2 separate regions of the Bombyx mori genome follow, and region 1 is linked to region 2. The links are chromatin contacts, called in public Hi-C maps. All regions are on one chromosome and are shown on one strand. The core of a region is the stretch at or near the end of the contact, and the rest is flanking DNA. Distances in the headings are between cores, read along the strand shown.

Region 1 (3,294 bases), core at 160-2,659, 36 kb after region 2:
AGGTGGGCTGTGAGCTCGTCCACCCATCTAAGCAATAAAAAAAAAAAAACTTAACTACTGTACTTTAAGGACTCATACAAGAAAAGCCGACTGAGTTTCTCGCCGATTTTTCTCAGTAGCTCTTGCAGGGGCAAATTTTAGCAAACTCTTTCAGACTGAGCCCCACCACCGATCAAATAAAAGCCAAGATAGTCCCTCGAGGCTAGGCTAGCAGATAGGTAGACAAAATAAATAATACAAAAAACAGAGCAGAAGAGAATATGCAATGAACAAATCTAAGTTTAATAGCATCGGTTATTATGCCTATATTTTGACTAACCGGCGAAAACCAGTATTAATTGTTACGCAAAAGCTGGATGGACGATAAAGCCGTTCATTATAAACAAGTCAGCTCTGGTACCACGGAGTACCATCCGTACAAAGTTGCAGAATAATCAAAATCAGATGTTTATATTTAAACGTTATCAATTCCTAGTTTATGTAATTAACCCGCTGACTGCGTTATGCGGCTTAAAAAGCCCCGTGCGCGATTGTCATCTGTGATCTTCTCAGTGGGTTTTCGATCCGGTGGTAGATTCTGCGAAGCACTGTTCTTGCTAGGGCTAACTATTAGCAATGTCCTCAGGTTAGAGCCCCGTGAGCTCACCTAGTCACTCGGTTACGCTGGCTATGTCCTCTAAGGCTATCAGCTTAGGTAGGAAAAAACCCGACTACATCCACATTTCTATGGGTATATTCGAAAACGGACTATTGTGATACCTATTAGGTGTCACGCGTCCGGCGTCCTGAGAGGAAGGGTGATGGGAGGGATATGCTCCGCACTAAGCACTTTGCTTTCACCCCTTTGCCTTTTCATGAGCCCTGTCTCATGCGAGATACGGAGGTGAGTTGTTGAGCGACAGGAGGTTTTTAGTCGACATGCCCCGCCCGTCATCCAGAGTGAAGGGCGGAAGTCTGACGATTTCCTCCTGACCAAAAAAAATTTGCCTCGAAAATACCTCATACGCACTAGTTTTTTTTTTATTGCTTAGACGGGTGGACGAGCTCACAGCCCACCTGGTGTTAAGTGGTTACTGGAGCCCATGGACATCTACAACGTAAATGCGCCACCCACCTTGCGATATAAGTTCTAAGATCTCAGTATAGTTACAACGGCTGCCCTACTCTTCAAACCGAAACGCATTACTGCTTCACAGCAAAAATAAGCAGAGTGGTGGTACCTACCCGCGCGGACTCACAAGAGGTCCTACCACCAGTAAAAATCCAATTGAAATCCCTCAACAACGGTCCCGCAGTCAACGTGTTAAAGCATAAATTCAAAACACTTACAATGTATTAAATAGTTCAATGCAATTAATCATTGCAATTTGTTTATTGTTGTTCGCATTATTCGTGCATCCAACTCGTTATCGGAGCAGAGTTAATTGACACATTCTATTTTATGTGTTTGTATGACGACCGGCATGTGTATTGCTACTACTGGCTTATTTAAAAAAGCTTGCATTTCCCGATCGAAAATTTGTTTTAGTACACTGAACAATGAGAAAGCCATGAACATTTAAAATCTGTAGAAGTTTTTTTTTTTCACAAATCATGCACGGTCATCCGAACCCAATTTAGGATTCCCTGTGTTAGGGTACCAGAGACTGACAAACATCAGATAACATCAGATTCAGTTTTGCATTATGTTTCATTATTTTTTTCGTAACAAAGTCATTGTAATTTCTTAATACCGCAATAATTATTGTGCAAATTAATTATACACCAAATTTATTTTGTAAGTACTCTATGTGTGTAGTATTGTAGGTATCTATATATTAATACGTGAAGCAAAAACTTTGTATCCCTTTTTATGAAAATTGCGCGGACGGAGGATTATGAAATTTTCCACACTTATAGAGAATATAGAGAAGAAGTGCACAAAGCTAATATTTTTTAAAAATAATGCATAAAAGATACATTAAATCAATAAAGAAAATATTACACACACTACATACCATGTATTTGACGCACACACGCATGCATACTATTTATTGTCACACTTTTGTTCTTGACGTCTGTGGTCAAATTGAGAATAGATTAAAATATATTGTGTTTTATTAACACTTTTTTATAATGTAGCCTTGGCAAAATTTGTGATTATAGAAGTATAAAATACAATCATAATAGTGTACAGACTTACAATTCCAATTAATTATAGTCGAATTTCGACTACTGCGGGACCTCTAGTATTAGTAGATTTAGGTAAAAAAACATGAAATAAAATTGAATAAAATATCTTTAGCGCCAACGAAACGTGAAATGTCAACTTTGACGTTTACCGCAACAATATGTACGGAAACTTAAAAAATATCCTTTAAATTGCAAATCGTAAATTTATCGCAATTTCAAAAATTGTAAAAAGATTAATCACTGTTAAAATTAAAATTTATAATGCTTTTCGTTTATTAGCTAACCGTGACGTCATTGCCGGGCCTGTCATAAAACTCATCGCCCAAATACTCGTGACATTCAGACGTTTCATCCTCAAAAAATGCACGTTCTATGAACAAATGCGACACTGACTCGTAGAAGAAGAAGAAGAAAAAAACATTTCTCACGTGCGTCAGATGACAGTGGAAATCATTGCCATGTGTTATAATCATTATTCATCTATACGGATTTAAAAAAATATAAACTAAAATAACCCACTAAAAATACTGTGAAACGCCGTAACTTTTCATTTGCCGAAGGAATGACAGTTTTTATGAAAAAAAAAAAAAAAAAAGTTCAACAGATCTTAACCCATTCGTAGACATGTGCGTAAGAGCAAAAAAAAAATGTTTTTTGTCAGAGTTCAGTAACCAGAGATTAAAAACACAGTTATTTTAGATATATATTTTTTTTGTCGGGCCTGTACTTGCTTTCGAGTTGAGTTATAATTAAGAGCCACATGTCAGTAAGATGCTAGTGATGAGGAAGGTTAGTCGAAAAAAATATCGATAATTTCATATTGTTATTTTTTTTTTTTATAACTGAAATAAAAGAACTTTTTATGGTGTACTATGTAGGAATACGACAAATGGAAAATGTTCCACCGAGCGGGTGATATTGCTCGGTAGACCGACGGTCCAATATTTATTTATATGCGGTATATAGCTATATGCAAGCTTATTTTGAAAATGTCATTTTTTTTTCCACAGGAGAAAATCGCCGGATCCCCACCCGCGCGGCAGGTGGGGTATGTGGGAGTTGAACCTCACTAAAAACTCCTGCTGCTCACAACCGGCGCCCTACCTCGGACCGGGCCGGAGC
Region 2 (3,465 bases), core at 800-3,299:
AATCCCGCCAAGGGAAGATATTTGCATGATAAATATAAAATGTCTTTTCCAGGGTTATGGATGTATATTAAATATATGTACGTGTATAATAAAAGTCTTACATTTATTTCCGTTATCTGGTACCCGTAACACAAGTTCTTTACGAACCTAGCACGGAACCAGTTAATGTGGCGTGATTGTTAGTAAATATTTATTTATTTACATATATGAAATTAACAAAGAATTATAATAACTATTGTAATTATTGGCTTGATAATGTGCAAAGAGATAAAATAACGTTGTACATTGTAAATAATGGTTATGACATTTTGGCATATGCAATGAACAATGCAGTCACTACCGCCATCATAGCGAAGACAATGGGTTATTTAAACTTTACTATTTTTCAAAAGATAAAGATATATTTAATACCGTTTATTATATCTTAGTGCAGTGATTCTCAACCACTGTGCCGCGGCACTTTTGTGTGCCGCCAAATTTCAAAAGTGTGCCGCCAAATTTTGCAAATATATAATAATATTAATATTATTAAATTATATCATTTAAAAAGAAAAATATTTTTAACATGAATATATATTTAAATCCACAAAAAAATAAATTATTTTATTATTTGCTTTGCAACGCGGATTTTCTTAGTGCCAAATTATGATGAAGCGGCGTGCATAGCAATAGGAATATGTCTCAAGTCGGCGCACACTTGCCACTTCTGCGTACAAAACGTGTTGTTTTAGTTATAGTTGGGATTCACCAGGTGTTGCATAGTAGTTACTGCACCTTTTCTTTCGTTAAAATTGGCAAATGTATGTGATTCGGTAGTAAGTAAATAATTTTTATCTTTTTCTTTGTGTGCCGCCAAATTTTGAAATCGTTAAATATATGCCGCAACAAAAAAAAGGTTCAGAATCACTGTCTTAGTGAATTAAAACACTATCTCAACATAAACGAAAACAAAGTACAAATATCTTATCTTATACCTTTAAACGAGCAATTCTTGTATATATATAATCTGAATCTCGGAAACGGCTCCAACGATTTTCATAAAATTTAGTATACATGGGATTTCGGGGGCGATAAATCGATCTAGCTACGATTTATTTTCAGAAAATGTTATTTTATTCGTTTTATCAATAATCAACTCTACCCGACATCTATTGGCGAATAATAATACTATTTTTCTTAATTGAGGGCAACTAACCGCTTTAAAGACACAACAAGATGGCGTTATCAAAAAAAAAACCGGGCAAAGCTCGGTCCTCATCTAGTAAAGGTTTAAATGAGTTAATTTTTTGTGGGCCGGCGACATAAAGAACAGTTAGGTAGGTAGCCTGCGTTCCCTAAAGACTATCTCAAGACAACTATTAGGCATTCTATTCGCCCTGCCTATTTCTGCCGTGAAGCAGTAATGCGTTTCGGTCTAAAGGGCAGGGCAGCCGTTGTAACTATACTGAGATCTTAGAATTTATATCTCAAGGTGGGTAGCGTGTTTACGTTGTAAATGTCTATGGGCTCCAGTAACCACTTAACACCAGGTGGGCTGTGAGCTCGTCCATTCATCTAAGCAATAAAACAATCTTTATTTACATTACACGCAAAATTTACATTACATGCATTTTGAATATAATTTCGCTCGCTTCTGATTTTGTATCAGTCAGTACTAAGAGTTTCCATTTAAATTTACCTCGAATATTATTTTAGATATAAATAAATCGCGTTAGCATCGTGAATTATTTAAATAATGCATTTGTGTTATACATAATATCTCAATTACTATAAAAATAAATAATTTATTTCCGTGCACGACTGCGTGGAAGCGATTATTACAAATATTTATATTGTATTGAACGCTTATTTGTTTATTGCGGTTCAAAAAAGAAATATTCTTGCATATTACAAATGAAAATACATCAAAAAAGCAATTGCAGTTGCACATTCGAAATAAAAAAACGCAGTGACTGTGTAATTAGGAATTATCTTACCTATAATTGCCGCCAAGACGAATAGCTTCATTGTACTAGCTCCGCTGTCAGTCTGCTGAGCTCCGAAGGGATCTGAACATCTCTGGCCAGGTCACCCCCTTTATATAGGGAGGGTACACGCGTCCCAGAACTGTGACCCTAGATAGTAAACACAGATAAAATACAATGTAACGAATCATTTTCTTATTCCTTTGTCTTTGTGGAGACTGAAATTTGAGGGAACTGGGGCGAGGAGTTAAATCAAGCGCGAATATTCGCTTTTAATAAAATAAAAATTAGAACGCGAAAGATCGCGTACCATCCGGCTATGGAATGAGCTCCCCTCCACGGTGTTTACCGAGCGCTATGACATGTCCTTCTTCAAACGAGGCTTGTGGAGAGTGTTAAGCGGTAGGCAGCGGCTTGGCTCTGCCCCTGGCATTGCTGAAGTCCATGGGCGACGGTAACCACTCACCATCAGGTGGGCCGTATGCCCGTCTGCCTACAAAGGCAATAAAAAAAATATCTGGAATTTCGAATTATAGGAATATGGACAAAATTGCTTTTTTTTTCCTACCTATGCTGATAGCCTTGAGAGGCTATTTCAGCTTCGCCCTAACGTGTAGGTTAGCTCACGGCGTTCAAACCGGAGTGTTGCTAACACTGGCCCTAGCAAGGGCAGTGCTTCGCAGAATCTACCACCGGATCGGAAACGCGACCCACCTAGAAGATCCGGCAAGAAACTCAGTGGGCTGTGTCTATGGGTTAATTCGCTCGTCGAGCCCTTCGTCGCAAGCGACGGGTTCGACGACAACGGTGACCGGTGCTTGTGGTACCTAAAAGCACTGTTAATGGATCGGGAGGAACCGTAATGACGTGTTTTGGGCGACGTCGACTGTTTACCATTCGGTCTACGGGATCGGGTATGTGATGTATCGTGATGTGGTGTATCGCTTACGATCCTAGAGCTGTATCGGGAATGTCGTAAGCCAATACGGTCCTGCCTAATTTTGCCACGTGACAACAATGCGTTCTTGTTAGTAAGCTGTGCTAGCGGTTTCACCAATATCATCAAGTCCTTATAAAAAATCAATTGATTACTAAAACAAAAATGTTATAAGTATATTCTTTGTGCACTATGTCTATACGAATCGTATTCACAAAACCTTTCTAATTCGTGATCTATTTATCATCTTTTCTATTAGAAATCGACAATCAATAATAACATTTTCGCTTCATTTTCCGTTTTAGTCGAAAGGTAATGTTGAAATTTTGCTTGTGGAAAACAGTAGGTACTATACGGATGGTACTCATGCAGTGGAGTCTTTCTCTGGTTTCAAGGGCAAAACTGGTAAAATTTTGTCAGAACAGTACCTTACTATCTGAAATCAGCTCTGAAATCCATTAATAACCGGTGGAATGTCAACCTATCTGTCAATATGTCTCAAGTATAGCTACAACGGCTGCCCGACCCTTCAAACCGAAACGCATTACTGCTTCACGGCAGAAA

What was found. A called contact is a pair of places that touch in the nucleus more often than the background predicts.
Region 1: a contact with region 2 is called in a Hi-C map of whole pupa, with 2.0 times the contacts expected there. The contact joins the enhancer-like site here to the promoter of VG in region 2. A contact is called at or near these places in 2 of 7 Hi-C or Micro-C datasets (both in whole pupa).

Annotation. Positions count from the first base shown.
Region 1 is chr27:7,880,837-7,884,130 of ASM3026992v2, forward strand. No RefSeq gene overlaps it. Among protein-coding and RNA genes, the nearest start is that of LOC119631009, 24 kb to the left of the region's middle. Within about 2 kb of position 1,410, at least 2 of the 8 cell types and tissues checked have open chromatin away from gene starts, as enhancers often do.
Region 2 is chr27:7,843,721-7,847,185 of ASM3026992v2, forward strand. It overlaps VG (vitellogenin), which reads right to left and starts at 2,050. Exons shown (of 7, transcript NM_001043844.1): 1 at 1,977-2,050. The coding sequence starts at 2,007.